2 separate regions of the Arachis hypogaea genome follow, and region 1 is linked to region 2. Evidence: chromatin contacts called from public Hi-C data. All regions are on one chromosome and are shown on one strand. Each heading gives the region's core, a stretch centred on a gene start, on an enhancer-like site or on the middle of the called end of the contact. The rest is flanking DNA. Distances are from core to core; before and after follow the strand shown.

Evidence for each region. A called contact is a pair of places that touch in the nucleus more often than the background predicts.
Region 1: a contact with region 2 is called in a Hi-C map of leaf, with 4 times the contacts expected there. The contact joins the promoter of LOC112720520 here to the promoter of LOC112720515 in region 2. A contact is called at or near these places in 2 of 8 Hi-C or Micro-C datasets (both in leaf).

The regions. Positions count from the first base shown.
Region 1 is chr11:21,151,501-21,155,886 of arahy.Tifrunner.gnm2.J5K5, reverse strand. It overlaps LOC112720520 (homoarginine-6-hydroxylase 2-ODD-C23), which reads right to left and starts at 2,903. Exons shown (of 12, transcript XM_025771484.3): 1 at 2,744-2,903; 2 at 2,346-2,461; 3 at 1,524-1,642; 4 at 1,090-1,153; 5 at 865-932. The coding sequence starts at 2,885.
Region 2 is chr11:20,795,948-20,800,174 of arahy.Tifrunner.gnm2.J5K5, reverse strand. LOC112720515 (probable inactive receptor kinase At5g67200) reads left to right here and starts at 1,421. Exons shown (of 2, transcript XM_025771481.3): 1 at 1,421-3,271. The coding sequence starts at 1,852.

The DNA.
Region 1 (4,386 bases), core at 1,654-4,153, 350 kb before region 2:
ATCCCAAAAAGGAGAACCATTTTGTTGATGACATGATCTTTCATCCATAATTTTCTTTAAGCTTTTGAGTTTGTGTTCTTCTATAAGTGATTTTTGTCAGTGACATGATCTTTCTTTCATGGGTAATTTTGGTACTTCACTGTCTGTTATTATCACATAAGGACTTCTATACTAAATGTTAGTACTCCCAAGTGCAATACTCTATTGCTTGGATATGAGAGACACGTATCAAATGTCATTCATGCAAAGTTAATCCTAAGAGAATGAAACTAATTTGATCAATATTCGAATCTTGACTAATAAGATATCGATAATGCTATGGTGCATTGTACCTTTCAATGAGAGTGAAGATTGCTTCCTTTATAATAGAAAAAGTCACAAAATATATATCATGTGCAATGCACAAGTTCTCTATAACAACAACAACGAAGCCTTATCCCACTAGGTGGGGTCGGCTACATGAATCAAATGACGCCATTGAGCTCTATCATAGATCATGTCTACAGAGAGACTGTTTATATGTAGATCTTGTTTGACCACCTCATGGATGGTTTTTCTAGGTCTTCTTCTGCCTTTCACCCCTTATCCATCTTTCATCTCATCCACCCTCCTTGTTGGGTACTCTGTCGGTCTTCTTCTCACAAGTTCTCTATAAATTTAGGAAAAATCTTTGCTCTTCACCCAACTGCCAACTCTACTCTTCACCCAACTTTATTCTTCACCAAAGAAATTCCCATAAGATATATGCGACTAGAAGCAAAAGCATACATGAAATTATGTCTATTGGGCATGATATTCGTCTAAAGCAGTGAAGCAGGCATTATTAAAAACAAAAAGATAAAAAATAAACATGATTCCACATACCACTGGTTGTATCCTTCCATAGTTTTGCCAAGATCTCCATACATGCCCCTTGTCACCTCCTTATAGCACTGCCAAAGAAAAAATGTAGCAATCAGTAGAGCTACTATGCTTAGCAATCAGAGAAAGAAAATGATATGGTATAGTGAGGGAATCTATCTTCAAACAATATGATCAAATTGACTCTAAAGAACATTGACATAGACCTATATTCTTAGTAATACCTACATCAATTGCTTCATGCATGTCAGGTGTGCCTTTAGTTATATTTTCTCCAACCCTCTGGTAACCTCTGCATCAGAAGTTAGGCTTTTATAGCAAGTGCTGTGATGCATATAAATAAAATGTCACAAATCAACTATGTCAAACTTTATGCTGCTAGATAAATACATAGAGATGGTTTTAAAAAATGACGTGCCCCCTCAAGAAAGATCCATACTGATGAAACAGAAGGTATAGGCCAACCCAACCATATGCTGAAACTCTGTGTGCAATTTTTGGAAAATGACAACTAGGATCAATCTTGAGATCAATCAATCATCGAAGTTCTAAACATCTGATATCATGTCACGAACTAACTCTTCCAGAAGGTGAAGAAGCTGTTAGGCAAAGGCGTCTTATATCTAACAACTAAATAAAGCGAATTCGGCATCCAGGCTAACCTGAACCCTGCAGCCGGAGTCATTTTGATTTTTGTCTTTTCTTCACAAGGTAGTTCGAAGAATCTGCGAGTTATGTCTTTAACTTCTTTAAGGAGAGCATCAGAAACACCATGACCTTTCTGTAAATCAAGGACCATAGAATTTAAGCAAAACAATAACCAAAATAAAGGAAATGATTAAAGATGACAAGGGAGAAAACCGGAATGCAAAATCTTGCCTTGGATTGCCAAGAAAATAAACTTTTAGAGAAAATCAAATAATAATTAATTCCTCTATTGATTTAATATGAACTCTATTTACTCAGATGCTTGTAAATGGCAATAGCTTCACTAGAAGTTGCCTCGAATGTATCCTTGTGGGATTATATTATTAACCTTTTTGGTTTTCCACGGTATCACTTAGCCTGATAGGCCAAATACTAATCTGTCGCAAATTGAAGCTTTATTTAAGGATTTGCTGCTAGCTAATGAGTTGCTGCATGCACAAAGCGGGATTCAAACTCTCCGACACTTGCTTAAGTAGACGAGTGAACTAACAACTTGACCAACCCAAGTTGGTTAGGTTAACTTAGTATATGAGATTTATTGCTTAAACGTTTTTTTTCTTTTTGTTCATTTCAGTTTCAAAGCAATATTAAAATCTTTATTCTAGAGAAATTTGGAATCTACACATCAAAGACTACTGAACCTACTGTCAATGTAAAATAAGCAATTCTAACACAGAAATCGTTATGATGTAGAGAACCCTACCAATTTATCTCATATTTCAAGAAAGCAAGCTACAGAATAAAAGAAGAAAAATAAATAAATAAAAGATAAATACCAAATAGAAGAACCCAGCCTCAGTGCAAGCCTTATCCAACTGTCTAACAACTTCAAGAACACCAGGGTCCTCTCCCATTTTTGGGTCATCACACTTGGCTAAAAGGGCACTAACATCTAGATAGAACAAAAAGAAATTAAATTTATCCTCTGAATTTATAAGTATATTAAGTAAATAATTCGGCATCAACTGTAACATAATTGATCACTTGTGATAATGAAAATTGAACTTTCAAAATTCTTGATTCATGGACACTGAACTAAAACCATCAGCGAAATTATTATAATTAGTTATGTTTAATTTCTATCTACATACACAAATGAAGCTATGAAATCGAAAGATATGATTGGTTGAAAATATCGAGATTGATGGCTATGGAACTGGTATGAAAGTTTTACCAATTAGGGGAATTGAACTGAAGTCCGTAGCCATCGCTGACTTTTGTGTGTTCTGTGTATTGCGGGTGAGGTCGGTGATACAATGCAAGCTCTGCGGTGGCAATTGCCTCTTATAAAGAGAGACAAATGGAGTAATGCACATCAAAGGCACCTATAATCATGCCTCCTCTTCTTTTAACCGTTTTTTTTTTTTTTTTGAAAGATAGAAGGTTCGAATCCGTGACTTCTTAATTAAGTATGGGGTCATTTGAGCTATAATTTATTGGCCTATTTTTTTAACCGTTAAAATCAGTTATTAATATAAAATATATATTAAAAATTAATTAAATTATATTTATATTTAAATAAAAAATATATAATAATTAATTTTATTATATAAATAATATTTTTATAGTTTCAAATTAAGTACTTTTTTTAACGATTAATTTTTTTTATCTATAAACATAAAATGAGTAATATACTTAAATATTATAATTTTTTTATATATTTTTTTATATTTTTATTTCAAAAATTAAATAATTTAATTTTTATACTTTTTAAAATAAAAAAATCCTATTTCTTATTTTAAATTAAATAATACTATATTTAAAATTAACATCCTAACCGTTCATAATTAAAGTAATATTCTCTCTTACAGTTCAGATGTGCAAACAGGTTCGGAAGTGGATTGGTATTAGTTTGGATATGCAGTTAAAGTCTATGACTCACGTAATGGTTACTTGTGGTTGTGTAAGAAACTTTTTGATTGGGAGGAGCAGGAGAATTGGCTTTAGCTTTGGCGTCAGCTTGTTCTGAAAAAGCACAAGTTTTTGGCTTGGTTGTGTCTTAAGGAGGCTCTTCTTACTGCAAGTTTTTACTTTAGAAGAGGGATGTCGTCATCGGATAGGTGCCCAAGATGTCTTTTTAACCATGAATCGATTTTACATTGTATTCAGGATTGCCCAGAAGCTCAGCTTGTATGGCATAGGTTGCATATTTCTTAACATCCTTTGGATTTGAAGAACTGGTTCTTGTATCATAGTAGAGAGCATCCGTTCAAGTTCTTTTCGGGACTTTGGTGGATATGATGAGTAAGGAATAATGACATGTTTAATCCTCATGAAACTTGGCCTCCGGAAAAAGTGATTTGTCTGGCATTAACTTCAGAAAAGGAGCTTAGGAATATTTTTGAATTACAACGTATGTTCCTTCCCTCTACTCTAAATGGTTTTTGGAATCCCCATCCATGGGTATTTTCAAGATTAATTGTGATGCTAGTTATCTTGGTTTGGGTGATAGTGTTGGTTTTGCTTGTGTTATTAGAGATTGTAATGGGAGTTCGCAAAGGGGGTGTTTGAGAATGATTGAAAGTAATAGTATTCTTCAAGGAGAATTGTTTGCTATTTGGAGAGGATATCTCTTAGCTTGGGATGTAGATCAACGAGATGTTATTTGTGAGACAGATTGTGTGAAAGCATTTAATCTTGTTATTAATCACCAAGATGATTTTGGGTTTATTGATCCATTGGTGCTCAAAATAAGAGATATCATGTATTGAAATTGGCGTGTTGACTTTCGTTTGATTACGAGAGATGCAAACACGGTCGCAGATACTATGGCAAAGATAAGGATGAAGTTACAACTTTCTCATGTAGAGCTTCCTT
Region 2 (4,227 bases), core at 172-2,671:
CATCAATATATCATTATTTAAACTCATAATCCTCATCATTTATCATCAACATTAATACTCACCATCAATCATCTTCAAGATCAAAATCATCATCAATCATTCTCAACATCAATAATCATCATCAACTTCATATCACCACAACAAACTCAACAATAATTAACCAATTTCTGCAATTCATTCAATTCAATCATATCTTAAGGTCCACTACCCTAAGTTGCCCATAACATTACATATTATTTAATAAAAAAAATTGAAACCATACCTTGGCCGATTTCCACACAAGCACAAAATCACCAAAATAATCTCCTCATCACAAGCCTTCAAGCTTAGCCACCAAAATCAACAAGTTTCAGCCAAAATTCTCAATTCCAAGTGCACCAATTCTTCAATTCAACTCCAATCAACAATAATTCAAGCTATATCCATACAAATTACTAAAATTAACACTAGGGCTCACAAATATATCAAACCACAAGGCAAAAATTCTTTCTTTAAAAATTCTTTTTTTACAAATTAAATTTTCATTTATAATTTTTATAATATTTTAATAATTCTTTTTTTATTTTTAAATATCTATATTTTTGAAAAAAATATTTTGTATTAATTTAAAAAATTCAGTATCATTTGAATTAATATTAATTAAAATTATTAATTTTAAACTATTAGTTTAGATAATTTAATTATTTATTTTCTTAAATTTTTTAATTTATTTATAAATTTAATTTTATTCATAGTTTACGTTTTTATCATTAACTCATATTTCTTAGAACATGTTTTTTTAACTGTGATCAAATAAATAATTTAAAAAAAGTTATTTTTACTGTTTTTATATGAATGATGGGCTTTATTTATTTATGTGAAATGAATCATGCGTGGAATTTTTAAAGTCAAGAAAAGAATATAAAAATAAAACTTACACATAATTGCTTGTAAGTAAAAGCTACTAGACAATTTAATAGTTGTCTGAAATTCTGAAAAGCATTTTTTTTTCTCTTTTGCTGTTTTGCACACTACTACTACATAAACAAATGTCTTAACTCTTAACTCTTAGGTCTTATTGTCTTAAGAAATTACAAAAGCAAAAATTTATTTTAAATCTTGAAAAAGTTTAATTATTTAATACATTACAGTAGTGGTCTTTTTTTTCTTTTAACCAATAATACTCCTAGGTCTGAACACACTACACACTGCTTAGAAATTTAACACAGTTGCAGCTGAGGCTTGGCACAGATGGAGGATTTTTACGCCTCTCATCAAGCTGCACCCGGGTTCAAATCCCAGCTGAGGCTGGATGTTGCAAGAACCCATAGTACCCATGTAGTGTGTGTGAGTGTGTTGTGTGGGTGTGTAAAACATGGGGTTAATGCCTAGAATTGGAGGCTGTCCAATCCACTTGACCAAAAAAAAAAAGAAATTTAACACAGTTAAATAACCGCACACTTTTGTGACCAAATAAAATAATTTCATAAACATGCGAATAAGCAAAGTATCCACATGGCAAATTGCCACAGCAATAATCAATCTCTCGCTCCACTTTCACGTGAGTGGAGAGTTCAGGTCCAGCTGCTCCGCACTTCTCTTCCGCCTCCATCCAATCAAAAATCACACTCCCTCTCTACTCACTCCTCCCTAGTCACTACCCACTACCCACTACCCACTTCTCTTCCCTTCACTTCATACTCCGCTTCTCTCTCTTTCTTTTTCTTTTCTCCGTTCCAAAGCATGTCACAGATTCCCCCCACCAAAAAAACCAAACAATCCAAAACAAACCACCACCCAACCCACTGACACTAGAATCAAATCTCTCTCACACAGTCACGCGCACACATTACATTACATTACGACTAAACAATGCATTACCTCCACTCACTCTTGCTCCTCCTCATTTTGGTGCTAACCGCCGATGCCAGTCCCTCAACGGAAGTAAACACAATGCTACCATCCGACGCCGTTTCACTGCTTTCCTTCAAGTCAAAAGCAGACCTCGACAACAGGCTACTGTACGCCTTAAACGAGCGCTACGACTACTGCGAGTGGCAAGGAGTGAAGTGCGCACAAGGCAGAGTGGTTCGCTTCGTCGTCCAAGGCTTCTCTCTCAGGGGCACCTTCGCCGCCGACACACTCGCCCGCCTCGACCAGCTCCGCGTCCTCAGCCTCCGTAACAACTCACTCTCCGGCACCATCCCTGACCTCTCCCCTCTTAAAAACCTCAAGTCCCTCTTCCTCGACCGTAACCGATTTTCCGGAACGTTCCCGCGCTCGGTTCTCACGCTTCATCGGTTAGTTACTCTCTCACTCGCGCATAACGAGCTTGCCGGTCCGATTCCGGTTCGGCTCAACTCGCTCGACCGGTTAATCTCCCTCCGGCTGGATTCTAACTACTTTAACGGCACTCTCCCTGCTCTGAATTTGTCGTTTCTTGAAACGCTTGATGTTTCGAATAACAACCTTACCGGTCCCGTGCCTGTTACGCCCACGCTCGCGAAGTTCGATGCACCGTCGTTTTCAGGAAACAATGACCTCTGCGGAGAGATTATCCACAAGCCATGCGATCGGCATTCTAGATTCTTCGGTGGCGGTGGCTCTTCTGCTGCCACGTCCTCCGCCGCGCCGCTAGGGCAGAGCGAGCAGGGGATCGTGGTGGTTCATTCGCCGATCAAGGAAAGGAAGCACAAGAGCAGTGGATTGGTTCTCGGAATCTCCGTCGCGGCCGCGGTTCTCGTCGGCGCAGGGCTTGCCGTGGTTGCGGTGGCGAGGAAGAAGAATAGAAACAAGCAAGGGGGAATGCTCGGGGAAAAATTTGAGACGGAGAAAACGACGGCGTTGGAGGTTGAAACAGGAAGAAATAACCCTGCGCAGTTGGTGAGGGAAAGGGAAAACGAAAACGACGTCCTTTCAATGATGAAGGTGAAGAGGATAGAGGAGATAGAGAGGGCGCATAAGAGTGGGAAGTTGATATTCTGCTACGGTGAAGTGCAGCCGTACACGCTGGAGCAGCTGATGAGGGCGTCGGCAGAGCTTCTTGGGAGGGGGAGCGTGGGGACCACCTACAAGGCGGTTCTTGATTCGCGGCTGATCCTGACAGTTAAGAGAATGGACGCCGGGAAGACGGCAGCGATGAGCGGAGAGGTGTTTGAGAGGCACATGGAGATGGTTGGTGCTCTTCGGCACCCGAATTTGGTTCCGGTGAGGGCTTATTTTCAGTCCAAGGGCGAGAGGCTTGTCATCTATGATTATCAGCCAAATGGAAGCCTTTTCAATCTTGTTCATGGTAAGCTTAATTATTGTTCAAACCAGTTAGCTTATATATATATATGGAGTACAGAAATTAAGACAAAAAAAAGTAAAAAGTAATGCTAGAATCAGGCAAAATTTATTTTATTTAATATTTATTAATTATTATAATAATTAATAAGTTATGATTGTTTTTGGTTTATTAAATATTTTTAAAAAATAATAAATATGGAGTCGATTTTTTTTTTTAATTAGGGTAAACAAAATTCTCGAATGCAATTTTTAACTCTTTTTTAAAATGAGATAGAAGAGAAAATTCACTAAATGTTTGTTGAATTTTTTTATTTTCTCTTGAAATTACTGTCTTTGAACTTCTCTGTCAATATTCAAATGCACGGTAAGGTTTCTCTTTTGGTTTTCCTTGGTTGTTTTGTTTTGTTTTGTTTTATTTGCATTTAGGTTGTTGCATTGTTTGTGGTTGATGCTTTCTGTGGCTAATTGGGTATTGGGTGGGGTAGCTAGCTGGCGGTGGAATTTTTGGGTGGTAAGTTTTGATGAAGATACTTACACTCATGGACATGGTCCACGCAAGTTGTAGGGTCCAGTGTTGAAATTTGGAGGTTTGGTAATATTATCATTTCTGCACACTTCCCTCAGAATAACTAACTCCTCTATCCATTCACAGAAATCACTTCATCTGTTTGTGAATCACTGTCATTTTTAATACACCTAGGTAATTAAGTTGAATTTATTGGCATTCTTACTTACATCTTTCCCCATTAAGAGAAGAGAGAGGGAGAAAAATAAAAGGGATTTCATAGTTACTCTTTCGTAATTTTAATGTAAAAATACGACACTTATTGGCATTAAATATTATGCTAAAGACTATTTCATGAACACAAAATTATTCATAAATCTGGGTACAATCTTTTTTTGTATATCTATATTTTTTTCTAACCACCAAAATAATAAAAATTTTACATATTTTGTATG